4 separate regions of the Mus musculus genome follow, and all the other regions are linked to region 1. Evidence: chromatin contacts called from public Hi-C and promoter capture Hi-C data. All regions are on one chromosome and are shown on one strand. The core of a region is the stretch at or near the end of the contact, and the rest is flanking DNA. Distances in the headings are between cores, read along the strand shown. Region 1 overlaps Prpf40b (pre-mRNA processing factor 40B). Region 2 overlaps Tmbim6 (transmembrane BAX inhibitor motif containing 6). Region 3 holds the start of Kcnh3 (potassium voltage-gated channel, subfamily H (eag-related), member 3). Region 4 holds the start of 1700120C14Rik (RIKEN cDNA 1700120C14 gene).

Evidence for each region. Promoter capture Hi-C pulls out the DNA fragments that hold promoters and counts their contacts. A called contact is a pair of places that touch in the nucleus more often than the background predicts.
Region 2: a contact with region 1 is called in a Hi-C map of cerebral cortex, with 1.8 times the contacts expected there. The contact joins two enhancer-like sites. A contact is called at or near these places in 6 of 15 datasets of contacts at CTCF or cohesin (the G1E-ER4 cell line, embryonic stem cells, hippocampal excitatory neurons and 2 more), 49 of 484 Hi-C or Micro-C datasets (B cells, the Ba/F3 cell line, the G1E-ER4 cell line and 29 more), 11 of 115 datasets of contacts at active chromatin or transcription factors (the HPC-7 cell line, bone marrow-derived dendritic cells, bone marrow-derived macrophages and 8 more) and 5 of 9 other capture datasets (adipose tissue, embryonic stem cells, liver and 2 more).
Region 3: a contact with region 1 is called in a promoter capture Hi-C map of embryonic stem cells, with 2.9 times the contacts expected there. The contact joins the promoter of Kcnh3 here to the enhancer-like site in region 1. A contact is called at or near these places in 7 of 39 promoter capture datasets (the 3T3-L1 cell line, the C10 cell line, the HPC-7 cell line and 4 more), 3 of 484 Hi-C or Micro-C datasets (the HL-1 cell line and embryonic stem cells), 2 of 115 datasets of contacts at active chromatin or transcription factors (both in embryonic stem cells) and 3 of 9 other capture datasets (adipose tissue, embryonic stem cells and liver).
Region 4: a promoter capture Hi-C map of embryonic stem cells shows a contact between it and region 1, with 2.9 times the contacts expected there. The contact joins the promoter of 1700120C14Rik here to the enhancer-like site in region 1. A contact is called at or near these places in 10 of 39 promoter capture datasets (3T3-L1-derived adipocytes, the HPC-7 cell line, HPC-7-derived erythroid cells and 4 more), 1 of 15 datasets of contacts at CTCF or cohesin (CD8 T cells), 12 of 484 Hi-C or Micro-C datasets (the G1E-ER4 cell line, the HL-1 cell line, cerebral cortex and 3 more), 8 of 115 datasets of contacts at active chromatin or transcription factors (the 230-238 cell line, the SCID.adh cell line, embryonic stem cells and 2 more) and 4 of 9 other capture datasets (adipose tissue, embryonic stem cells, liver and 1 more).

What each region holds. Positions count from the first base shown.
Region 1 is chr15:99,313,589-99,320,032 of GRCm38.p6, forward strand. It overlaps Prpf40b (pre-mRNA processing factor 40B), which reads left to right. Exons shown (of 26, transcript NM_001370635.1): 19 at 990-1,106; 20 at 1,255-1,392; 21 at 1,603-1,698; 22 at 1,895-1,981; 23 at 2,135-2,312; 24 at 2,499-2,560; 25 at 2,655-2,792; 26 at 2,873-3,430. The coding sequence ends at 2,965. It overlaps Fmnl3 (formin-like 3), which reads right to left. Exons shown (of 27, transcript NM_011711.2): 23 at 6,397-6,444; 24 at 5,974-6,066; 25 at 5,543-5,666; 26 at 5,330-5,429; 27 at 3,624-4,784. The coding sequence ends at 5,338. Among named protein-coding and RNA genes, the nearest start is that of Prpf40b, 22 kb to the left of the region's middle. Within about 2 kb of position 3,928, at least 80 of the 459 cell types and tissues checked have an H3K27ac peak or open chromatin away from gene starts, as enhancers often do. A contact at or near this core is called in CD8 T cells, the HPC-7 cell line, the SCID.adh cell line and 7 more, where this site is marked.
Region 2 is chr15:99,408,887-99,415,330 of GRCm38.p6, forward strand. It overlaps Tmbim6 (transmembrane BAX inhibitor motif containing 6), which reads left to right. Exons shown (of 10, transcript NM_026669.4): 10 at 1-1,163. Among named protein-coding and RNA genes, the nearest start is that of Tmbim6, 19 kb to the left of the region's middle. Within about 2 kb of position 3,110, at least 17 of the 459 cell types and tissues checked have an H3K27ac peak or open chromatin away from gene starts, as enhancers often do. A contact at or near this core is called in cerebral cortex, where this site is marked.
Region 3 is chr15:99,221,026-99,227,469 of GRCm38.p6, forward strand. Kcnh3 (potassium voltage-gated channel, subfamily H (eag-related), member 3) reads left to right here and starts at 3,567. Exons shown (of 15, transcript NM_010601.4): 1 at 3,567-4,026; 2 at 5,283-5,516; 3 at 5,956-6,090. The coding sequence starts at 3,951. Gm46538 (a long non-coding RNA gene) reads right to left here and starts at 4,848. Exons shown (of 3, transcript XR_001781769.2): 1 at 4,122-4,848.
Region 4 is chr15:99,248,185-99,254,628 of GRCm38.p6, forward strand. It overlaps 1700120C14Rik (RIKEN cDNA 1700120C14 gene), which reads left to right and starts at 3,604. Exons shown (of 3, transcript NR_045627.2): 1 at 3,604-3,817. Mcrs1 (microspherule protein 1) reads right to left here and starts at 3,777. Exons shown (of 15, transcript NM_016766.3): 1 at 3,678-3,777; 2 at 2,279-2,398; 3 at 1,692-1,830; 4 at 1,184-1,322; 5 at 518-676; 6 at 267-376. The coding sequence starts at 2,288.

The sequences.
Region 1 (6,444 bases), core at 2,678-5,177:
CCCCAGCCTTGAGGCATGGCAGAGACATGATCCTGGCCTGATAGTTTAACAAAAACAGAAGGCTTCAGCTTCAGTGAGACTGAGGTTTCAAGGGAGGGAGACAGAGCTGTATACCCAGAGTCCTCTGGTTGTGACCTCACTCATAGAAAGGATGTGTTCAGGAAGGGCTGAGCCTTGACAGAGAAAAGACTCCTGGGAAAAAGCAATGTATACTCCTGCCATCAGCAGGCAGGAAGACTGGAGGAAGCCAGCTGTGTGAAAGGACAGGCAAGCTGGCCTGTGACACAGAATTCCATTTACCTATCAGCTTGGCCAAGTGAGATTCCTCTCCTGCACCTTAACTTCACTAGCACATGGAGGCTTTTTGGTGAGAAATACAGAACCTGGCTGTGTACTTAAGACAATGAACATGATTTAAATATTGATGGAGAGCTATACACTTGATGGCCAACATCTCTTCCTGGACCTATGCATTCAGGGTAGGTGTAGTGGCTGAAAGCAGATTTGGGATTTAGACCTGGGATATGTTAGAATAAGTGATTTCATTTTTCTGGTCTGCATAAAATTAGAAGACTGACCTAGTATGAGAGGATTAGTGGAGAAACGTGTCAAGCACTCAGCAGAGAACCTACTACCCAGTAAGCACCCAGAACATGAGGCAAAGGGTATAGACCAGATGTTAAGCATGCATGGCAGCTTCCATGAGCAGCAGGAAGGCCCAGCTGTGGCCAGAGGAACAAAGACCTAATTGTAATAACTCAGTCATCTATCAAGACGGAAGACACTTGCTGACTCTTTTGGCTCCATATGAATCCACACAGGTCGGATGGGGCCAGTAAGATGAAGACTTAGCATGGTTTCTAAGGTGTGTCACAAGTCTTATGGATCCTATTTGAGGGCAGAGGCCAGGCTTGAACACCTTGCAGCCTGATCCCTTTTGCCCACTGGCCTGTGGTGCCCCTGGCCTTCACACACTGCTGTGCCCACAGGATCGGGGCTTCTGTGTGGAGGTGAACACAGCATTTGAGGACTTCGCCCACGTCATAAGCTTTGACAAGAGGGCTGCTGCGCTGGACGCAGGCAACATCAAGCTGACCTTCAATAGTGTGAGGGGACGGGCAAGCCTGGGTGGTCCTCTCACTTACCCCAATGTCTTGTTCCTCCTAACTGCCCTGCTGATTATCTTGGGTTTGGGACACATCTTCCTACCTCTTAAGGTACCCCTGACCCTATTCTGTTTCCCTTTGCCTTCAGCTGCTGGAAAAAGCAGAGGCACGGGAGAGGGAACGGGAAAAGGAGGAGGCCCGAAGGATGCGGCGCAGAGAAGCTGCCTTTCGAAGCATGCTGAGGCAGGCCGTGCCTGCTCTGGAGCTGGGCACTGCCTGGGAAGAGGTCAGAAGCACAGCCTGGCCCCAATCACCCTCAGGCCTGAGGGCAGCGGAGCTTCTCCACCACTGAGGGCCCACCCCAGTCACAGCACAAGCCCTGGGCCAGCTCCAGTTCCCTTCCTTCCTCTGCCCCAGCCCTGCCCAGTTCTCGTGGCGGTGTCCAAGCTGGTCCAGGCAGGGCCTGGTCTGATCAGCAGTGCTCTCCCCGTTCAAGGTCCGTGAGCGCTTTGTGTGCGACTCAGCCTTTGAGCAGATCACCCTGGAGTCGGAGCGGATCCGGCTCTTCCGAGAGTTCCTGCAGGTGTTGGAGGTAAGGCACTTGGCCACCCTGATCTATGTATCTTTGAACTCTAGGCTTGCATGAGACCTTCAATAGCTTGTCACCGTAAAGGCTCTTTTACCTGCCCAGCTAAAGAAGGGAAGGACTGAGGGTGCCCTAGAATAGACAGAGGGCCCTAGCTGAGACAGGAAGGCAAGGTTCTCACCTCTCCCTCTGCCTCTAGCAGACTGAATGCCAGCACCTCCACACCAAAGGCCGAAAGCATGGCAGAAAGGGCAAGAAACACCATCGCAAGCGTTCACACTCACCCTCAGTGAGTCGGCAGGTAGAGGGACATGGGTGAGGCTGGACTGTTTCATACAAATTAAACACCTCTCCCCATACATTACCTCCTTGGCTCTGAACTCCCTGTCCCCAGTTCCTAGATGAGGGCTTCTGGGCTGACCAGTATTACTCCTCTGCCTAGGGCTCTGAGTCAGATGAAGAGGAGCTGCCCCCACCATCCCTCCGGCCCCCCAAGCGGAGGAGGCGGAACCCCTCAGAATCTGGCTCTGAGCCCTCCTCCTCACTTGATTCAGTTGAAAGTGGGGGTGCTGCTCTTGGAGGACCAGGCTCCCCATCTTCCCACCTTCTTCTTGGGTCAGGTAAGCAGTTTCTAGGAGCCCGGGAACTAGAGTGCTGGGATAGAGGCACAGCAAATCCCAGACCGCTGAGGGCTGACTGGGATGGGAGGGCCTCACTGTGGAGCAAGACTTCCTATCTCTGCCCAGGCAAGGAGCTGCCTTCTCCCGATGGGACTCAGCGTAGATTTTTTTTTTTAAACCCTATAGATCATGGTCTTCGGAAAACCAAGAAACCAAAAAAGAAAACCAAGAAAAGAAGACACAAGTCGGTGAGTGGAGGAGTCGTCTTGAGATTCTGCAGTCATGTCACCTGCCTCCCAGCTGTGCCGCTCAACTGCTGAGATGGGCTCTGAACTCTTACAGACCAGTCCTGACAGTGAGACGGACCCCGAAGACAAAGCTGGTAAGGAGAGTGAAGACAGAGAACAGGAACAGGACAGGGAACCCCGGCAGGCAGAGCTCCCTAACCGTTCCCCAGGCTTCGGAATCAAGAAGGAGAAGGTGAATGGGAGGACCTGGCTTTCGCCCCAGCCTGTGACACAGACTAGGGGGCTCAGGTAAGTCACACCTTTGCTCAACAGACAGGCTGGGACACGTCAGAAAGCGAGCTGAGTGAGGGGGAGCTGGAGAGGCGAAGGCGGACACTCCTACAGCAGCTGGACGACCACCAATGACCCCACGAGCTACTTTCTGCCTTGGACTTCGTGAGGCAGTGGCTCCAGGGTCGCCTCAGCATCTGCCTCAGACTCCTTCGTCTTGTCTGGTCTGTGTCCACTTTTCCTAAAGTAACCCACCCCCAACACACTACTGTTAGCACCTCTCAAGGTTGCTTTTGGTGTTCAAGGGTCCCCTAGTTCTCAGACTAGTGCAGTCCTTGCCCTCAGCCCCAGACCAGAGATGGGCAGTCTATACCACGGGGTGGGTGATGCCAGTAGATAGTGTGAGAAGGGGTCTCCAGGAAAGAGACAGGCTGCTTGGACACAGCCTGGGTGGCCGAGGGCAGGGTCCTCACCCTCTAGCATCAGTGCCTGCTCTTGCCTGACCTGGCCCTGGGGCTCCACCACTACTTCCTCTCCCCTGGGACCCGATGTATGTGTTCTGTTTTGTTTTTTAAATAATATTTATAACATGATCTACAACTCCTTTGTCCTCTTCATGTACTATCCACTGGGGACCAGCAGAGGGCACTCCAGTTCTGACAGCTTCCTCCCTGTGTTTAAAGCCCAGCCAGGCTTCCCCTGCCATCTAGGCTCATCACTCCTGAAATGGAGGAAAACACTTCCCACCCAAACTCATATCCTCATGGCCACTCTGACAAAGAGAAGACAGCTTGGTGCAAGACTTTGTTGAGAGGTCTGGGATTTATGTACAAGAAAGGAAAAGATACATATACAAAACAAAGTGCCCCTGCATTCCCTTCCAGGGTCAGAGCCCAGTAGGGAATTGAGCAAATAGTCTGTGAAGATCCTCTGTTGCCTGTTCCTGGGCCAGAGTCCACCTAGCTGAGGAAAGGTGAGATTGCGGCACATCCTTCCTCTAGCAGTCTTGGAGCTGGGACAGACAGTGCCTCTGCTCTTCAATCAGTGGGAAGACAGCAGGCAGGGTGGGGTCCAAGCCCTTCCTTGCATTGTTTGGAGCAGGAAGTGCCCATCCAGAGGGAGACCGCCAGGGGTCAGCTGCTCCCACTGCCACCCACTCTGCATGTTAAGTGTTAGCCCTTCTTTTTCCACTTTTGAAAGCCACAGGTCTTCCTCCACAATCCTTTGGTTTTAAGGAAGTGGAGCAGGAGGCAATGCAGGACAGCAGCTGGCTCAGGAAGCCAAGAAGATGGGTGCCAAGGTGGGTGGGACATGGGTCTAGGAGAGCAGAACAGCAACAAAAGAACCCTGAAGACGCAGGCAGCCAGTGGGCCTGCCATTGCTCCTCTGTCCCTTTTTACTAGGGCTCAGCAGAGTGGGCCCAGGCAAAGATTATCCAATATTGGCAGAGTCCAGGGATCCATTAGTGTGGATACTCTCTAAACCAGAGCTGACTGTGGGATTGCAAAGGCGGGGTGGGGGGACCCGTATTTCTTCTTGGATGTACTTCCTCCTCTAGGATCCCACTAGACCCTGGGAAGAGGGGGGCTGTGTACCCTCGTGTGCTGAAGCCGGAAGTGGTTTTTCCCAGCCCTGAACTGACCCTTCAGGAAATGAAGTTGAAGACTTGGGGCAAAGTGCACTATGGGGGGCACTAGGGAAATGTCAGACCCCTATAGACCTAGTGCCCACAGTGGCACAGGGACGAGCCAGCCTCAGCTGGAGCAGCAGGAGCTTGAACAACACAGCCTTCTGCTGGGCCCTGGGCCCACTGTCCAGATCTGCAGGACTCTGAGAATTAAGGTACTTCTGCCTCCAGGAGGATCTCAGTGGGGACCTGGAGCTCGAGGAGGGCCACTGGGTGGTACAGCACTCCTGACTTGACTGTGAACGACCATGCGTTGGTGGTTAAAGCCTGTGGGGAAAACAAGCGCATGAACAGTGACTAGGCAGGGACACCGAGCAAGACAGCACCTGAGGAAGAAGTCAGCCATGAAAAGGTCAGGGAAGCTCTTAGAGGAAGGCTTGAGAGCCAGCTAGAAAAACTGCTGGAACGATTCTCAGAGGGTAGCATAGGAAACTAAAGGCCACCCAGGAAAATATTAAGCCAAACTAGATGTCAAGAAGCAGAGGTTAGGGACATCTATCCCTGAGTAGGAGCTACTAGAACTCTTAGGGGAGACCAGGACCCAAGCAAGATACTTTGGGTCTATGACTGGAGCCTCAGTCATCCAAAGCATTAGGTCTTGCCTGCTCTGGCCTAGCTCCTAACCCTGGCCCAGAGACACCTTAACCCTTGGATCTTAGTAGCTAGGACAGTATTAGTGGGAGGACCCATGCAGGGATAAGCTGTGTTTCTCAGAGCATGCAGCATGCAAAGTCTGTGTCTCCATCACTGGGAGGATGCTACCAGAAGATGACTCCAAGGCATGCAGAGAGGGCAGCTAGAGTGCCCAGTACCTGTCAGGCTAACAGTTTGACTCGTCATGGTGGGCTGCATCACAGAAGAAACGTGAGCCCCGCTTGGCAGTACGTGCCGTGAAAGGGACACTCTTCAACACTACGGCCCAGGAGAGACAGTGATCAGGTCTTATGGGAAAACAGACTAGGAAGCAGGACCAAAGGGAATTAGGTCAGGCTCTGGGAATTGGGCCCAGTGGACAAACGTCCCACCTGTGATGATGTCCTCAATGGTACCATCCTTCCCCTCGTAAACAGGCCGGTGTTCCTTAGCTTGGCGCCGCCTCAGCTCTGCAATTAGCTCCTGCTGTTGCCATTTGTTCCGCTGGGATGGAGTCTAAGCCAGATATTACAAGGGGAAGGAAGTCATCACTAACCCAAAAGCAACTGGTTCCTGTCCCAAGATGTAGGCTGAAGATGACCCTGCTGAGAGTAACCCTGTGTCCTGTCCATCGGTGTCTACCCCTCCCTCTAGACTCACGCTGTCAGCCACTCCAAGGGAGGGAGGGAGACAGACACAGAGAGTGTGTGTGTGTGTGTGTGTGTGTCTTGGTTCTCCATGTCCTTCCTTGCTCCTTGCTCCCTGCTCCCTGAATCCTCAATTCTCTGTCCTGTCTTCCAGACCAGCTCTTGGTCCCACCCACCTTGGCATCCAGCTTCTTGGCTTCCTGAGCCAGCTGCTTCTCCCGCATTACCTCCTCTTGTTTCTTGCGAGCTTCATTCTCTTGTTCTGCTTCCTTAGATAGGACCAAGAGAGGGGAAGGAGCTTGAGGTTTTCACAGGCTGGAAGGGAGGGCCTGACACTAAGCATGAAGGGTGGGTGGCAGTGGGACCAGCTAACCCCAGGTGGCCACTCTCTGGAGGGGTACTTCCTGCTCTGAACAATGAAAGGAAGGGCCTGGGCCCCCACCCTGCCCACCAGTCCACAGTTTAGAGGCCTGTCGCCAGCTTCCATGGTTCCTTCCCTAGACCTTAGGAACTGGAAAAGTCTCAGACTTGAAGCCCAGGCTCGCTCTTGACTAATCATCTTCTACCAGCATAACTCCTGAAACGTTTCTTCAACTTACCTTGTAAGAACGAATGAATCGGACAAATACTGGGAAAAACACAGAAGG
Region 2 (6,444 bases), core at 1,860-4,359, 94 kb after region 1:
GTTTGCCTGTCCTGAGGTGCCAGGCCTGCAGAGAGTGGACTCTGGTGGGTGCTTCCTTCCTCTGCTGCCTAACTGAGTCTGGCACAGGCTTTCTGCCTTGCCATGAGGAGGAGGTGTAGACTTGTGAGTGCTCTCTCCGCTCTGAGTGGCCCTCGGGGAACCACCTGCTTTCCATCTGTGGGGTGGGGCGCTCGCTCCGAGTATGTGTGGCAAGGTGGAGGCCACAATGCCAAGGTTCCCTAGTGTGTTTTTCTTTGTTGGTTCTTAAAATTATCAACCTTTGTTACGGATGGGCCTCCACTAGGTGGCTGTGGGTAAAGTCTTGGGGGGAGGATAGGAAAGGAGACCGGCTGAGCCTCAGGGCTAATTGTACTGAGTAAGGACTGCAGCTCCCGGTGACCGCGAGGAGTCGGTGAGGTGGGACTGGTGACTCTCAGAAGCTCCTCGGTGCACTTTTGTCTCGGCAGAGCTGGGAGGGAGCAGGCGCTCGCGGAAGCACGTCACTTACTGGGTTTGTTCACCTGTTTCCAGCAAGTTTTGGTCTTTTGGGCAGAAGCCTGTTGACCAACTGTGGGCCACCACAGTCTGCACAGAAAGGTGGCACCCGGAGTGGTTGTGGCCCTCACTACCAAGCCACGGGCAGCCCATTTCCAGTAGGATGGCGGTTTGGATTTCTTTGCTCAGAGCCAATGCAGTTGACACAGTGGCTGCTGGGTTACTGTCCCATGAGACTGTACTGGACGGGTGCAGCCAGAGTGGCGCAGTGCACTAAGGTGCCGGCCGCCCTGCCTGCCCGGTGCCTCCCACTGACCTGAGCTTACTAAGGGATGGCAGCAGCTCCCCAGAAAAAAACGACACTGCGAGCCCTCGGGACATGACTGAGTTCCACCTCCTGAAGCCAGACTCCACCTCTTGTGCTTTTTTGCTTGGGAAAAAGGAGTTTTTCTTTAGAAACAGTGCCAAGAATGATATAAACTACTTTTAACTAAGATGCCTAACAGGCTTTTAACACAGGTGTCCATCTCCACTCTGTCCCCGGTCTCTGTCCCAGCTCAGGCTGCGTTCTCTAACTCATACTGTGAAGACAACCGTGTTTTTGATTAAAAAAAATATATCTACATAGTCTTAATTTGTAAAAAATAAAGAAAATTCCTTAACCTTTGCTGGTGTCTCAGTGTTAAATCAGGGGCATGCTGGGTTAGGGTTGGCACAGTTGTCGTTGCTAGTGGGAGCTGACTGGGCCCAGTGTGCTCCATGGAGAAAGCAAGGCGCCCACTTAGGCCTCCCGCTCCAGAGTCCCACCATGCCACTAGTGTTGAGACCCTCTCTATCCAGCCCCGGCCTCCTCCAGAGCCCTCTGCTCAGCCTGGCCTTTGCTGGGGTTGTCTGTGGTGGTGGCTGCTAAAGTTAGGATGTGCACCAGCCACGGGACTTGGGGCAGAGGGTTACTCACCCTGCAAGTACTTGTGTTCACTTCCGGTGGCTGGGCTCCTCCTCAGGAGCACCGGTGAGTGTGCGCCTGAGATGACTTCAGTCTGCTCACCCCGTTCAGCTGACACACAACCATGGTTAGCCGTAGTGTAGATTGTAGATTAGACCAGGGTGCCATGGAGGAGGGAGGGTACTTACAGAAAATGCTGAGAGTCTAACTCAAAGCCTACCTCCATGACACAGCTCACCACCATGGTCACACCTCCCAAACGGCTCCACCAAGGAAGGGCCAAGTGTTAGAATGTTCAAACCACCACAGGCTATCCCAGCTAAAGACCGCTGCTTTTCTCAACTAGGGAAAGGCGTATTTATCCTCGTGTGGGAGGGAGGCACAGAATGAGTCCCTGGAGCTGGCTTCAGTAAAATGCGCTGTGAGAGAGCCCTTTTCAGAATTGAAGTCCCTGGAGCAGTTTTAACTGCTGGGTGGATGCTGGGAATTGAACTTGGGGCCTCTACTGCAGACACATCTCTAGCACACTGGATTTGACTGCTTACAAATGGCAGACACTCCAAAGTGACTTGTAACTGCACCTGTGAGGCGGTTTATTTTGTTTTTAAACACCATTTCCTTCATTTTAACCATGTGAGTTTGCTTGGGGGTGGGGGGTGGGTGCAGGGTGAGGACCACAGCACAAGCTGGGGGGAAGTCAGAGGACTGCGGCAGCTTCTCCACTTTTCCATGGGTTCCAGGGATCTAACTTAGGTCTCTTTACCCAGTGAACATCTCATCACCCTGTTTTATGTAGTCTTAATAACCAGGGAAGGCCAGTGAGTTTACTAAAGCAGCCATTAACTTCCGGTGGCATACCAGGCGACACTGATGCCAGGGTCCCTGGTCTTGGTGTGTGCAGGCAATGCTGAAGAGAGTTGCAGAGACTGTCATCCTTTCTGCCCCGGGATTAATGTTGCCCTTTGAGCGAGAGGGAAAGGTACACCAATTTCAGCAAAATCTCTTCACCCCAGATCTTTGTAACTAGTATGAGCTACAAGAGCAAACACTCTTTTCACTGTACCTCCGTTAACATTCGCCTGAGGAGAATAAGTGGGAGCGTTGTCCAGCCAGAGCCAGAGGGAGGAAGCCAGGCTGCAGCGACGGATGCTTCTGCTCTGGAAAGATGATCCTAATGCAGTGTTTGGACTAGGGGTGTCAGTTCTCCCAGTGTGGAGATCTAGTAAGGTGATTCATTATGGACAGTCGTCGTCCAATAGCACAGGAGAGCTGCGTGAAAATATTACACGTTTAGGAGGCTCAGTGTGTCAGTGCAAGCAGGCTGCAGTTCACGTCCTCAGACCTCTTGGAAAAGTAGAATTGGCGGGGGCAGCTCCTGGGAGGCAGACGAGGAATCCCCGGACACACACACACTGGGGTTGAGATAGCATTGGGAGACAGTCCCGCTGGATCTGGGATGCTCATCTGAGATGAGTTAAGGCTGAATCCTGAAGGTTGGTTGAGTCAACGTGAGACAGAAGAGATAAGGAAAGGCAGTGGAACGTAGGCTGCGGCTAAGGAAATGAAATGAAGCAAGGCGCATGCGCGCGCGCACACACCTCAGCCTGGCAAGCACAGGTTTTGCAGGCTTTAGAACAGCTGGAAATGGGAATTAGGGTTATAATTAGTAAGTAGGCCATCGCTTACGAAGGCCTCCAGTGGGAGGCACTAACGAGTAGACTTTCCTGCAGGCAACTGAGGGATCCAAAAGCCAGAAAAAGGTTAGGCTTGAATTTCTACCCTGAGGACTGGCAGGCTAAAGGCCGTGTTTCTCGGACTCCCTGTTTCCGGCTGGAATGAATCAGACCTGTCTGCATTGATGCTGAGAAGTCTGTGACAAGAGATGCAGGAAATGAGCCTGGGATGCTCCATCCGAAGCAAGCTCAGCAGCCCCGCCACCGCCCCCAACCTCCCCCTAGTAGAGGTAGGGGCCAGCTTAGGCTCCATAATGAACTTTTGTTTTGTTTTGTTTTTTGTTGAGACAGGGTTTCTCTGTATATCTCTGGCTGTCCTGGAACTCACTTTGTAGACCAGGCTGGCCTCGAACTCAGAAATCCACCTGACTCTGCTTCCCAAGTGCTGGGATTAAAGGCTTGCGCCACCACTACCCGACCATAATGAACTCTTTATCAAAGACAAGTGGTATCAGTCAAGAGGACTCCAAGGCAAACCTAGGGAAATGAGGCTCGCTCAACAGGGAACAATTTAACGATCACTAAGAATTATAATGGAAAAAAACAACTAAAAAAAATTGTTTTTTGTTTTTATTCATTTGTTTTGGGTTTTTGAGACAGGACGACCTCATTCTCGCTCTATGCTCACAACGGGATGACGGCATTCTGCCTGTCTTATTTTACTTCATTTTACATTTAGTTTATGTATATGAATATTTTGCCAGTATGTATGTATGTGTGTGCACCATTTACGTATCCGGTATCAATGGATGTCACTAGAGGCCACTGGAAACACTAGGAACTGGATTTACTTGCTCAATAGCCTAGGGTGGCCTTGATCTTCTGACGCTCCAGCCCGCACCTCCCAAGCATTTGCCACTCTCTCATCCCGCTTTATTGGTGCTGCAGTTTGAACCTGGAGCTCTCTACCAACAGAACTACATCCTCAGCCACAGCATGGTGCATGTGGATCGTTTTTATTTGTTAGTGTGTGTGTGCGCGCGCGCGCGCGTGCACGCGCATGTTTGATATGTCTGTCAATTTAAACGTGACAGGAGCTTCGCCGTGCTGAGCCATTTCACAGGCCCATTTCGTTTGCTATACTCTTAAAATACTGACCACCTTTGGAGGAACCTAGCAACCAGCCACTCTAAGTACCCGGAAAGGGAAACAGCATTTTAGCCTTCCTTTTCTATTCTAACTTTATTTTGGGCATGCATGGGCAAGTATTTCCCTCCACAGAGATATCCTCACCGAGGGATGAAGGAATTATCCATATTAATGTATCCTTAATTTGAAAACCTGTCTGAAGATAGGTGATGGTAGCAGGCGCTAGTGTCATCTTAATAGAAACAATGTAACATTATGCACCCCCAGGCAGAGCAGTTAACACTGGCGATAAGTTTGTTGCTGGAGCCCGCTGAGGAGTCACCATAAGTGAAGTCACCGCCCTCCTGAAAGTAAGTTTATGGAGGAGAAGTTATCATTGAAGGTGGCAGACATGTACAGGGAATGCTAAGGAGCTTCGCTCCCCTTATGATTCCTGTGACTGGTGAGTGGGTGGAGGCAGGAACTCCTGGGCAACAGAATAGCATTGGAACTAACCGCAATCACACAGGAAACAGCGTCACCACCTTAGAAGCCTTGGAAAGAGTCTAAACAATGGCTGCTCAGCAGAGATGCCCACCTCCCTCCCTGTCTAGACTGTGAATTAATGAATTAATTAATTAAAGGGCCTGTCTGACTGTGAATTGGGTCATGGACATCTTTTTTTTTTTAAGATTTATTTATTAATATATGTAAGTACACTGTAGCTGTCTTCAGACACTCCAGAAGAGGGAGTCAGATCTCATTACGGATGGTTGTGAGCCACCATGGGGTTGCTGGGATTTGAACTCTGGACCTTCGGAAGAGCAGTCAGGTGCTCTTACCCACTGAGCCATCTCACCAGGTCCCATGGACATCTTCTTATGAAACCTTTTGCTAAATAAACTTTTGTGATACTCAGAAGAAAAAAAAAAAGTTTGTCATTTTGTTTTGTGAATAAGAAATCTGGATCACGGGAAGTTCTAAAGTTTAAGGACCATTTACGGGAACATTCAGTACCTCTTAGTGCTCTGCTTCATCCAGAGGATGTAACAAGTAAAACCAGGAACACCGCGGTGTGCTGTGGAGACACGACACGCTCAGCAGTCGCTAGCATTTCCTTCTGCTCCAGAAGACCAGGGCTCCTTTCTACCATCACTGTCCAGCACTCACAATACAGTTCCCATAGCTCTGACGCCCTCTTCGGGTCTCTGTGGGCACTGTACTCATGTACACCCACCCACACACAAATACACAGATACACATAATTAAAAACAAGAAAATATGCCAGGTGGTGGAGGCCTTTAAGCCCAGCACTCAGGAGGCAGAGGCAGGAGGATCTCTGTGAGTTCAAGAACAGCATGTTCTACAGAGCGAGTTCCAGGACAACCAGAGCTACACAGAAAAACTCTGTCTCAAAATAAATAAATAAAATAAAATAAAATAAAATAAATGTAAAGGCACTTAGTGGGACACTAAGAAAGCTGGGGGCATTGGACATGTGTTTGGTGGCAGAGCACCTGCCTAAGATGCCCGGGGTGAGGCTGAAGGCTTGACCTCCAGTATATTATGTGATATGACTTGTTGTTTTATTTTTTAGATTTATTTATTTATTATATGTAAGTACACTGTAGCTGTCTTCAGACACTCCAGAAGAGGGCATCAGATCTCATTACGGGTGGTTGTGAGCCACCATGTGGTTGCTGGGATTTGAACTCCGGACCTTCGGAAGAGCAGTCGGGTGCTCTTACCCACTGAGCCATCTCACCAGCCCATGACTTGGTTTTACAATGTAGACACATACTGTGATATAATTTATCTGTCAATTAAAATTAATTTTAGGGTCTGGAATGGAGTTCAGTGGTATAACCCTTGCCTAGGCTGTGTAATACCCTGATTTCAATTTTGCACTGAAAAACATTAAAATAATTTTAAAAACAAAATTTTAGCCAGATCTGGTTGCTTATGCCTGTAACCAAAGCATTGAGGCAGGTAATTCAGAGGAACTGCCAGGAGCTTGGGGCCATCCTGAGCTATTCAGTAAGGTCTATGCTAGCCTGAATTGTAAATCCAGCACTTGGGAGGTGGAGGGAGGCCAGAGATTAGGAGCAAGGCCAGTCTAGGTGTCATGGTAAATTAGCTCATCAAACACTGGGGAGATGTAAATTAAAGCAGGCATAAAATATGGATAGAACATACATATAA
Region 3 (6,444 bases), core at 2,317-4,816, 93 kb before region 1:
AAGAGTGCTCTGAAATCAATCCAAAGGTGGCTAAGAACTCGAGTCTCAAGGACTTCCAGTGTGGATGGGAATCCTTCCACCAGGCCTTACCCTGAGTTGGTGTTCTTGGTCTCAGCAACAACTGTATACCTGCACCTTATACCTTATACAGCATCACCTATATAACTAGCCTTTTTTCTTTCTTTTCTTTTGAGAGGAGGTGTCATGTAGCCCAAGATGTCCTCAAACTCTCTATGTATGGGAAGAGGATGCTGAGCTATTTTGATCCTCCTGCCTCCACAAGTGTTGGGATTACAGACCTGGTCCACCATATCCAGTGTATGTGATGTGGTCCCGAGGGTGGAATCCAGCACTTCATGCAGGCAAGGCAACCACTTAGTGACTTAGCCCTTAAAACAGTCTTCATGGGGATCATGTTACAAACAAAGAGACCCCTGCAGACACAGCCCAGAGCTGGCTGATTCCAGACTTCCCCACCATATGGCTGAAAGCCAGGCTCCATTGGGCCAGGGACCTCCTGAAAGGTTCAGAGAGTGGGCAGAGAGGAGGAGCCCCTGGGTCTTGTTCCTCGACAGCCACCTGTTCCCACCCCCCTGCACACAGCGTCTTACTCCGCCTGCGCTCTGGGGTTGGGAGGAGAGCTTTCTCCATCTTTTGTGTCTTGAGCAGTTTTTTCCTTGCTCTGATCATCTCTGCTCTCTCTCCTTGTTCCTTTTTGTAGATAATACTCCCACGGGCCTCCCACAGTAGCTCCAAACCGCAGCCTCCTGAGTTTCTTCTTGTTGACAAAGGTTTTGAGCTGTCTCTGAGTAGGGCTCCCCCTCAGCTTCTCCCCTCCCCAAACCTTACAAGGAGGGCCCAGAATGAGTCCGGAGTTGGGGGAAAGAGAGCCAATTTCAGGGGGGAAAGCAGCCCTGAGGCCTGATGTTCCCTTTTCAACACTCCCCCACCTCCTCCTCCCTGGCTCCTAATCACATGTCCCCTACCCCCACTCCAGTCCCTTCGTGTGTAAGTGTATCTTAGGGATGGTGGAAGGAGTGGGTTAGAAATTAATCACTAAGAGCCAAGGAAATCCATGTAAACAAATAAGTGCCAGACCCGAACAGATCTGAGAGGCTGGTATAGGTGGAAAGAAGATGTTTGAATGTGTCATTCATTTAAACAGAATGGCCACGCCACAGGGAAAGACCCGCCCACCTTATGAGTACTTAGATATGTTGAGGGGTTGAAGGACTGCAATTTCATTCTGGGATAAGAGTAGTCCCAACGCTGTGCATGCCGCCGGCACAAGCCTCTAATCCGAGCACTCGAGGCAGGGGCAGAATGAGTGCTAGACTGCCAGGGCTACACAGAGAAACCCTGTTTGGGAAGAAGAAGACAGGGGAAAAAAAGAAAGACAGGGAGGAAAAGAAAGAAGGAAAGAAAGAAAGAAAGAAAGAAAGAAAGAAAGAAAGAAAGAAAGAAAGAAAGAAAAGAAAAGAAAGAGTGGTTCTAGCATAGCATCCAGTACCTAACCAGGCTTACCAAAATAGTGACCGGAATGGCGCTAATACAAGCAGTGTGTCTCAGACAAGGTCCATGACCTTCGTGTTTTCACTGGTGAATAGGAACGGCTTCCGTGTTAAATTAGCAGGGGAATCCGAGAAGAGCACTTATTCAGCACAGAGCCCTCCTTGCCTCGGGAAATACGAAGTTCAGTCATTCCCAACCCCAACTACTCCGCCCGATTTAAACCCAGGTCTCTAGCTTCCCTGACCTCCGCAAGCCAGCCCAGGTCAGTCCAGGTCACTGATCTGGAAGCCTAAACATGACCTCGAGGATATAGTTTGGACCCGTTAGACCTGACCACCCCAGAGGACCAGTGATGTCTATGCAACTCAGGTGTTTTGGGAGCAGGGACTGTTGTAGATGGAACCCCGACTTTGTCCTCTTCTCTCTCTCTCTCTCTCTCTCTCTCTCTCTCTCTCTCCTTCCTTCCTTTTTCTTCTCCCTTTGTGAAATAACTACCCCGGGGCGTTTCTCAAGATCCCTCTGAGACTCAAAATCAGACAATAAACATTTGCATGAAGCAAGTGCCGCACATTCACTGTCCTGGGTATATATGCCTCCTTATTTCTTCCTCAGAACCCACAGGGGTAGTTATTATTATTTCCATTCCACGGATGAAGAGAACTGAATCACAGAAATGTTAGTAAGTTGTCTTACAAGAAAAGGATTATCTCCTGGACAGCGAGTTCAGAGCAGTACTTAAACCCGGCTCGGCTAGCCGAGTTCTGCAGATGACGCTTTCAACAACAGCCTCGCCCTGGCTTAAAGTGAGCTTTAAAATATTCCTCTGTTTAGCGGGATGCTATCTAACTCCTGGAAAGAAGGTTGCTGCGAGGACTGGAGGGGTTACTCTTTAGCCCTGACCCATCAGGAGTCGGGAACCATATCTGCGGACATTTCAGGCTCGCCTGGGAGCTGGATTTCAGGGTGCAGCAGACTGGGAGGGGGGGACTTCCTCCCTTTCTTCCCAAAGCTCCTGTTCATTTAAATACAGGTGCCTTGAGCTTGGGCTTTACTAGCTGCTGACGGGTAGTTGGAGCAGGGTATACTCCTCTTTCCGACGCTGGTGGCAGTGGGTGTGTCTCCTGCAGGGGAGCAGTGCTGAGCTCCGGCTTCTTCCATTGGAGAGCAAATTGCAGTTTTGGCCCCGGCGGCTTCTCTGGGCGCGGGCGGCAGCCGCGCTCACTGGCAAATCGTAGGAGGGAGGAGGAGCGGCGCTGGCAGGAGAGGCCGCGGGGACGGTCGCGGCGCGCGGGGACAGGGACAGGAGACGGCCGTCCGCCCCTGCTTTCCGCCTCCTCGCTGGAGGTGCGGGCTCCGGGGAGAATCGAACTCCGCGACTAAAGGGGGGGGGGGGCTAGCCAAGCACACACAGGGTTCCTGGACCAGCCTCTGACCCTCCCGCGGCGACAGAAACTTGAGGAAATGCGTGGGGCGAGCGGAGGGCTTGGAGTTCACTTTCCCAATGCGCCCTCTGCGCTCCGGGGTCTCGCCCAAGGCATCTGGACCTCACTCTAGCCTCAGGTTTCCTCAGCTCCTGCTTCCACTTTTCAGGGGAGCCGAGCCGCATCCGGGAAAGGCTTGACTGAACCCGGGGGGAAAAACAGGTTCAGAAGCCTCCCTTTTAGAGAACTCTGCATAGTCAGCGCTCCCCGGGGGCCCCAAACCTTCAACTACTGGACGTTCCCCGCCACCTAGTCGCCAGTTCCCGTTCTCATGACATTATTCTCGTTCCGAAACACATCTACAACACACTCACACACGCTCACGCCCCCAAGCCTTCCTCTGATCCCTCTGCAGGAGAGAGAAGCCCGAGGCTGTCAGGCTGAGCCCACCCGGCCCGGGTTCTCGCCTTAGGGAGTCTGGCAGCGCTAGGGGGCGGCAGCCTTCCCTGCCCCCACCAAGGTCCCAGGGGAGGGGGATCCCTCCGCAGGAGGCCTGTCTCTTTAAGGAGGCGGCCCTGACTGGGTGTGCCCCGTCTCCATGGTTACCCCGGTGCAGGCGGCGGTGCGGGAGGTAGGCTGCCGCTTCTCCCCGACAGACGGAGGGAGCTGCGGGGACCCGGCGCTGAGCCGAGCCCAAGCGGGAGCCACCCCGCTTGCAGAAACAGGAGCCGCGGGCGGACCAAAGGTGCAGAGTGCGCGGTGGCCGCGGGGCCTGCAGCCCGGAATCCGTGGGCGGCGAGGGGTCGCGCGCGCGCCATGCGCCCAGCCCCGACGGTGCGGACGCCCCCTTGTGCGCCGGCAGCTGCTGGGGCCTGCGAGCCTGGGCCGGGCATAGCCCCCCGACGGCTACTCTAGGGGGCGCGGGGCCCGGCGGGGGGCGGCCGAGCCAGGCGCCCTCCCCCGGCGCTGAGTCCCCGCGCCCCGGAGGGATGGGGCGGGCGGCCCCCGCCGCCTAAGATGCCGGCCATGCGGGGGCTCCTGGCGCCGCAGAACACCTTCCTGGACACCATCGCCACCCGCTTCGACGGGACGCGTGAGTCAGGCCCTAGCTCCCTAGCTTCCGGGCAGTAATCCACTGTCGGAACTGCCACCTGCTGCTTGGTGCCCACCAGCCATCCCCTTCCTCACCCCTCTTGAAGCTAGGGCCATTCTCTCCTTCCAGTAAGTGAAGGTTTCCCGGAGGTTTTCAGGGTCAATACTGTAAGATGTCCCTAGGTGCGGGACCGGGATGAGTCAATCTGATCCAGCCTGTCTTATCCTCAGACCTGGCGCGGTTGCAAAGGCCGAGTCGGGTGAAGCGCGGAACCAGTCCTGGTGGACAGCGCAGAGGGCTCACAGAGCCCAGATTTAGAAATAAGATTTGCAAAGGAAGGTAGAGTAGGCGGGATTCAGCAGAGAACTGTGTCTGCAAGCGTATCGCACAGTCTAAACCCGTCGCTTGGAATGCCCACCCGGCCCCAAAGAAGCTGAGCTCCTCTGAGCTCGGGAGACTCACATCCGGACTGGGGAAGTTTGGAAAAGGCAACTTGAGCTTCCAGATTCTGAGTTCCTCTGGCTCTGAACACAGGGAAGTCGTGAAAACAGGGTCCCTCCCCCTCTCGCTCCAGTGGGGCTTCCCAGTTCTGACAAGCGTTCTCCCTCCTGTTGTAGACAGCCTGTAGGAACTCATCACAGAGCTCCCCCACCCCCCAGGCTTCTCCATCTGCTTTGGGCTTGAAGCCTGCTGATTCAGCACCCCTCACTCCCCAATACATTCTTGGCTCCAGGCTCTGTTGTTCAACCACTATCCACACACCGCCATTCTTGATGGCGTTCAATAGTCCCTGAGCCAGGGTGTGCAGCGAACGGGGCATCGGATGCATGGTGGCCTGCTTCCCAGACCAAGCGGTTCTCCGTGGGAGGAGCCACACAGCCAGCCTAGTTATCTAGTTAAGGGATGAACCTGGCAGAAGCCGAGGTGGGCCCAGAGCAGGTGGTACAGTCTTTTGGAAATCTCCAGCCCCACCCCTTACTCAGACTGCTCAGGACACTGCACAGCAGTGCCTACACAGGACTGCGTTCAGCAGTCCGCACTGACATGGTCCTCTCATGCACTCCTATGCATTCAGCTGGGGACCCTCCCTTGAGGACACCGATACCCAGGTGTGCATGCTAAGCCTCATTCATGAACCGGTCATGACCAGCATACACAGCTTCCTTTGGGGACGAAACCCCACGCTTTGGTGGGGTTTGCAAGTAGTTTGAGAAGCGGGGCTGGTAGGTGAAGGTGCCCTTCGCATTCTCTTGCAGACAGCAACTTCGTGCTGGGCAACGCCCAGGTGGCGGGGCTCTTCCCTGTGGTCTACTGCTCCGATGGCTTCTGTGACCTCACGGGTTTCTCCAGAGCTGAGGTCATGCAGCGGGGCTGTGCCTGCTCCTTCCTCTATGGGCCAGACACCAGTGAGCTGGTCCGCCAACAGATCCGAAAGGCCCTAGATGAGCACAAAGAATTCAAGGCTGAACTGATCCTGTACCGGAAGAGTGGTAAGGCACCGTGGCACCAATTTACCTTCAGTGTCACTATGCTGGACAGGGCATCCATCCTCTCACTATCTCTCTTCTTTTCTCTTCCTATCTTCCAATGTACCCATCCACCCTTCTACCCCTTTCTCTGCCTCTACCTCTTGTCCTGGGCTCCTCCTCCTCTGCTGGTCTCAGCCTCCACTCGCTTCCAATCTCCAGTTTCTCATATTCAGAAGGGGGAGGGGAGCCACCCCATGTCAGTGTGTCTGACAGTCGTGTCTGACAGTCATGTCTGCTCCCCTCGCTCCCCGAAGCCTTGTCCTGAGTGAGCCCACACTGCTGCTCTCTCCCCAGGAAGCTCCGTTTCTGCTAGCTTCTTACCAGGGACCGTCCAAGGGGTTCTTAACTTAGGCAGGGCAAGGTAAGAACGGAAGGCAGCTAAGTCTGTCTCTTTGCCTAGGGCTTCCATTCTGGTGTCTCCTGGATGTGATACCTATAAAAAATGAGAAGGGGGAGGTGGCCCTCTTCCTGGTCTCTCACAAGGACATCAGCGAGACCAAGAACCGAGGAGGCCCTGACAACTGGAAGGAGAGAGGTGGGTGCTCTGGCTCCTTGATTTAGAAGCAGAGATTTGGGCTCAGGCTCAGGGGTGTCTGTGACACTCAGTGTGGGTTACAGGCGCCCACTTGTCCTCACTGAGCTCCGCTCAGTCTGCGCTGCTGTGTGTTTAGTCCCGGGATGGGAATCTTATCCTAATAGGCTAGTTGAAACAAAGTTGCAGTTGTCAAGTAAACTTCACCTGCGGCAGGAACCCTTTCTTCCCCACTGACGAATGAGGCAGAACTACTCACCTGACTTCTTTCAGCACAGCATGCCTGATTGGGGAGTGGGGGGGACGACCCAGTGGATCCCCCTTCATGGGCTGGGGCAAGCTTTCTAAGTCACAGAA
Region 4 (6,444 bases), core at 2,354-4,853, 66 kb before region 1:
CACTGGTGGAACTGAGGCTCCTGGCATTTGTAGGCATTTATGTCCCATGCCAGGACGCTGACCTCCATCTGGGACTAGCAGAGGTTAAAGAAAGGAGACACTCCAGAATGCCCAGTAGGTCCCCAGGTTAACCCAGAGGCTACAAAGCCCCATGGCCCTGCCTCCCAAGACCCTCCTTTGGGTCCTGGTTGAATCTGGCCCTCCTATACCAAGTTCCAAAATTGGGGAGCCCCAGTCCTCCCCTCTGCTGAAGCCAGCCCACTCACTTGGAGATGACAGGGTCGTAGAGCAGGGCGTACCAGCGCTCCTGAACTTCCCGAAGGGTGAAGCGGCAGCTGAACTTCACACCCAGGTGGACAGATGTCAGGTCGTTAGTCTGCAAGACCCCAGAACGGTTTGCTCTAGCTCAGCACTGGGAAAAATCCTTCCCTTGGAAGCCACAGGGTTCTGCTAAGCTAGTATGGGGACTGGAAATTGGAGGACAGGAGGGATGGAGCCCCAGGCCCATGGTGGGTACCTGCAGCACAGCATTGATGAGGAGGAGGTCATCTGCAGGCTTCCATCGGCCCAGATCCTTGGTCACCTGAAGTGGCTGTTTGCTTTTCTTCACACGCTTGGTCAGCCCAGGGGTTGGGGCAGGGCTGGGAGGTACAGGAGTACTGGGAGCCTTGGATACCTGGGTACAGGACGGGACCACAGTGAACTCAGAGCTGGTGTCAGAAGAGCTGGGGCTTCGGACCTACTGCATCACATACTGTGACAGCCGCAGGCTCTGACAACACCAGGGAGCCAAGCTGAGAGCGGAGCTTTCTAATGCCCACCCCCGCCCAAGTCCTTGTGTATCTTTCTTGACTGGGTGGGGTCCTCTCTCTGCTTGTGGCGCCCTCAGCCCCAGAAAGGAGGGCAGGTGGGGGGATGCCAGGAAACTACTCTTGCTGCTGCACTGTCTGGGGCCAGAGCAATGCCACCTGGGGGTTATTTTTACACCCTGCAATGCTGGGAACAAGCTGTCTGCTCCCAGAATAGATACGAGCTCCCTGCCTCCCACACGGAATGCGATCCAGGATGCACTGGCGAGGGACGCAGCAAGGGAGGGAGCAGGAGAGACAGGACGGAGGGGTCTGGGATGGGGGCTGGGCAGTGCAGTCCCTGGCAGGCCTCACCCAGCTGCCCAGCCCCTTACCTTCTTCTTCTCACTAGAGGAGGGCTCGCTCCCTGAGCAGCGGCCTGACTCCACCCCGCCGGCCCCCTTCACCCGGGTGGAGGATTTGGCCAGGCTGCTCTCTACCAGTTCATCATCGAATTTCTTCCTTTTGATGAACCTGTGGAAGGTCCTGCAGGGTTAACTACTGGTACCACACCCACGCACGGCTTCCAAGGTGCAGGCTCCCCTTGGGAACTAACTGCCTTCACTTTCCAGCAGTGTCTGGCTCAGTGGACATGGAAAAGCCAAGTTCTAGTCCTCTGAGGTAACAGGCAACCTTTCAACAGAGATGGAACCCCTCACTCTCCATCCTCGGTGCCATCCGGACACACCGGCAGAGGAGGTAAAGGAAAAGCACAAGGCTTTGCTTGGACCCCAGGCAGGCTCAGAACCCAGGCAGGCTCAGAAGGCCATTTCAAACCAAGGCTAGCAAGGGCGTGCCTAGCCCCACATGCCTCCCCTTCCAGGCGCTCTGAGCCCAGGCTACCTGGAGGAGCTTCTGCGTTTGGGGATAGTGCCCAGGGCCTGGGAGGATGCTCGCTTCTGCCCTGCCAGTGACTCCTCATCCTCGGAGCGGCTGGCTGTGCCTGACGCCATCAGGGACGAGTCTAGCAGCCCCTGAGAATCTAGGAAAGAGAAAGGGTGACCTCTGTGCACGGACCCTTGTGTCAGCCCCTCAGCCCTTGCCCGGCCTCCCTGAGGCTTGGTCTTTGAGGCAGGCATTCCTCCTTGGCCATCCAGATCCCATCCGGGCTCAGACCTCCTGGTGCCACGGGTCATGGGGTGCAGCACAGGTGCTCAGGTCAGGCTGATGAGGCCGACACACGGGGTGGGCTCTGAGCATAACTGCTCCCTTGGCTATCAAAATGCATTGTGCCAAAGAGCAGAAGCTCCACAGCAACTGAGGCAATTGTGGCTCTGCCGAGAGGCACATGGGTGGTGCTGGCCCAGGGGAGGGGGGTGGTAGGTGGCATTGCCGGGCCAAGACCGAGAGACACTCGTGCAAGGCAAGGGGTAGAGTCAGAGGCTGCCTGGCGCCCGAGAGCTTGGGGAGATGGCCGGGCCTCACACTACCTTTGTCCATCCTCTCACAGTCCCAAAGCCTCCGGCTCCAAACCACAGGGCTAGGAGGAAGGGTCCCACAGGCTCATCCAAGGGTTCTGACCAAGCGAGCTTGGATGCTGAGAAGAGAGTCTGGGAAGGAGAGGTAAGGCTCCCTCAGGCTCGGGTTTCCAACAGGCCAAACCTACTGACTGACCAATCCCTTATCCTCGTGCACTCGTGCACCCTGTCTGAGGTAGTGGGAAGAGGCAAAAGAGCTCTACTCTCAATTGCACCTAACCATTAGTAGCTATTACCTGGTCTGATGGCTCTGACAGTTAATCCCAGCATGTGGAGGCGGAGGTAGAGGTAGAGGTAGAGGTAGAGGTAGAGGTAGAGGTAGAGGTAGAGGTAGAGGTAGAGGCAGGTGGATCTCTGTTGACTTTAAGGCCAGCCTCGTCTACAGAGCAAGCCAGGGCTATCTATATAATGGTGAGCCTCTGCTCCAAACAATAAAAACAAAAAATATAAGTAGCTATGTGGGAGTCACTGAGGCCTTTGTGTGAATGATAAAAAGATGTGGGAAAAAACGTATTAGGCTCAGAGATCTCTCTTAATTTTACCAGTGAATCCTAAATTAAGCATTTGGAACGTTAACCAGAAAGGGTCAAGGGATTCCTGACTCATTTGTTTTCCTTTGCCTGTCTACTCAAATCAGCAGCACCAGCCTGCCCCCAGGCCACAGCCTGGGAAGGTAGATGGAATCCCACTATCTCGCTACCCTTTTGCTTTCCCTTCCATTTGCAGCTTTTACTAAAGCGGGTGGTTCCTTCGGACGATTCAAACGTGGTTTGGGAACTGTATGAATACCCAGCGCTTTGGCAGCCCCGCCCCTCCTGACTCCGGCGTCTCGTAGAGCAAAGTTCTGGCTCTGCCTTTAAGGACGCTCCACGACCAGCTCCGTGGGTACCACAGAAGGGGGGTGCAGGTGTCCAGTCCCACGAGCAACTAAGGCAAAGTGCTTGCCCTCCTTCCCTTCCCTCCTCCCGACAGGGCACCCCCAAGGTGAGGGATCAGTGCAGGTCTGTTTCAGGGACTCTGGGGAGCAGTGGTAATTTAGTCAACTCTTCGGCTCCATACTACTGCATCGATCTCGCCATCTGGCTCTGAGGCCCACAGGCCGGTGGTAGCGAACCAGGACCAACTCCCAGACAATTCTCATCCCACCTCAAGCATGCCACCTGTGCGCATGCGTAACACCGCAGGCCAGAGCCTGGCCTGATCGGACTTACGCATGCGCAGATTTTTCGGGGCGATACCGGGGCGGGGCCCCAAATCTTGTTGTGGGGTTGTGCCCCGAGGCACGTTGGGAAACTCCACTTCACCCTCCAGGTCTACTCAGAACACTAGGAGACGAGTCGCGGGGTCTCACCATTCCTAGGCTGCCAGCTCCAACAATTTCTCCGCGGCGACGGCAGGAGCCGCAGGGCCAAAGCCGGCTTCCGTGAGACACATCTACTTCCGGGTTGCGAACGAAGGGTTGGACGATCTCTTCCGGTTCGTCCTGGACCCGTAAGTGGAAGGGGCGTGGCCGTGCGCCTTAGTGGAAACCATTTTGCGGGGAGCCGGAAATACAGCTTTCCCGGTTGGCAGAAGCGCTTAGGGAGGCACCAGGCAGTGTTAATTATAGGAACCGCGGAGGTTTCCGTGTTGGAAAACGCAGCGGGAGGGCGGGGCTTGTGCTGAGACCCCGCCCAGGCGACGCTGGGAGGGGCGGGGCCGCCGTGCATTCGTAATTAGCACTAACCTTGGTAGGTCTCTCTGGACCAAATCTTGTATTGTTTTATCTGCCAGTGTTTTCAGATAAGGGATTCGGTCAGGCTCTTTGCTAAGCACAGGACTGGAGGAACATGTTGGAGAGTTTGCTCTAACTGTGGCGTACAGTACGATCCCGAAAATTCCTGTCTAAGGGGGAGATGCAGGATGGTGGCCGCGTTCCTAAGGAAACACTCCTTAGAAGGAGCGGCGCCAGTTGCTTACGCCAGAAGAACTCCATCTAGACTGCTGGGGTCAGTCGTGGGTAGCCAGCAAACCAACCGAATCCTTTTCAGAGGACAGTGTTCCCTGAGGAAACTGTTTTGAAAGAAAGAACTAGTTCCCAGAGAACAGGAGACGTCCAGACTTTGGGGCCGTGAGAGATGCCCGGGAAAGCTAGGGAGACTGGGCTCTAATAGCTCTTTCATGCCTTCTTTGAGGGGCACAAAAGTGGAGCAGCTCTGGCTGGAGGAGCTTCCGGGAAGAGCGTTTGCCCAGCGTGCCTGACATCCTGAACTTAAGTGTCAAATGGACGACCCTGACAAGTTGCAAGTCTTCTCTTCATAATATACTGTTACTTATTTAACGAGCATGTATTTGCTTTATCGCTCCCAAAACAAAGTTTTCTGGTATACAGTGTGCTTGTTAGAGGTTTGTCAACTTGAAACTAGCTAGAATCTTCGCGCTCAGTTGAGAAAATGCCTCCTTCAGACTGGTTGGTAGGCAAGTCTGGGGTGTGTTTTCTTGTTTGGATAGATGTGGGAGGTCTAAGCAGTGCCTGCCTTGAGGTTCTTGCCCCAACTTTCCTCGGTAATAGACAGTGACTTGAAAGTTATGAGATGAGGGGCTGGTGAGATGGCTCAGTGGGTAAGAGCACCCGACTGCTCTTCCAAAGGTCTGGAGTTCAAATCCCAGCAACCACGTGGTGGCTCACAACCATCCATAACGAGATCTGACTCCCTCTTCTGGAGTGTCTGAAGACAGCTACAGTGTACTTACATATAACCAATAAATAAATCTTAAAAAAAAAAAAAGAAAGTTATGAGATGAAATAGACCCTTTGCTTCCCAGGTCGCCTTTAGTTACAGTGTTTTGATCACAGCAATTAAAAACAAACTAGGACACAGTCTGGTGGGTTGTGCAAAATATAGTGTGGTTTAGTATCTATACAGATGACAATTAATTGGGCTTTCTTCTTTAAAGAGTTTTTGTTTGTTTGTTTGTTTGTTTTTAAGTAGGAGTGAAATACTTGTTGCTTATCAGGCAAGTTCTGTCCCACCAAGCCACATGGACAGCCCTAACAAGGGATCGTTTGGTAAAGAGCTGGATGGGTACTGTTCAATGTTTGTTAGATGTTTTTCTCCTAGGAAAGGCAAACCCTTAAAGAAGGAAACCCTGAAAGAAGAAAGGGTTATTTTAGCTCACAGGGTTTTTGGGGGTGTGAGGGGGACAAACATCATGGCAGGAAAGGCATGGTGGCAGGAGTGTGGGGTGATTGCTCACGCTGTGTCCAGAACTTGGAAGTGCAGAGAGATGAAGTATTGGTGTTCTGCCTGCTTTCTCCTTTCTGTTCAGTCTGTAGCCCTAGCCCAAGGTCACTCGAAATTAGGGTGTGTCTCCCATCTAAGTTAAACCTCCAGAAATAGCTTCACAGATGTCTTGTGACTCTAAATGAGGTTAAGCGGACAAGATCACAAGCCCACCTGATGTCCAGGCATACCACATTTATGTCGGTGGCATCCATCAGCTGCTGGTGCCACTGGAGCATAGCGATCACCGGTCTTTCTTGGTTTGTTTGGCTTGGGTTTTTGAGACAGAGCCTCTATGTAGTTTTGGCTGTCCTGTAACTTGCAATGTAGGTCCTGAACTCACAGAGATCCATCTCCCTCTGCCTCCCAATGTAAGGATTAATGGCGTGTGTCACCACACCCAGGTATTAGGCTTTAGAGACAGGGTCTCATGCAGTCCAGCTGGTCTCAAACTCAAGTTATCAAAAGATTGACCTTGAACTTCTCATCCTCCCATCTCCACCTCCCCAGTGCTAGGATTACAGCCGGGTGCCATTATCCCTGGTTTTGTGTGGTACTGGGTATCAAACCCATGGCTTTGTGCGTGTTGTATAAACACTCTACCAACTGAGCTATATCCCCAACCCTGAAACATCACTTTTAAATCATAGCATTCCCTAAAGTCTCATGTTAATTCTTTAGACCGGATGTGAGCTTTATTACTGAACATGGTTCAGTGGGCATAGTAAGCAGAGTGGAAGCTCTCAGGAGGACCACAGAGTCTGCCACTCTCCCCAGGGACTATAACTGGGGACATATGTGCCCCATAGCCATCAGGGATGCACTGGTTGTCAGTTACCACTCCTTTCAATTCTT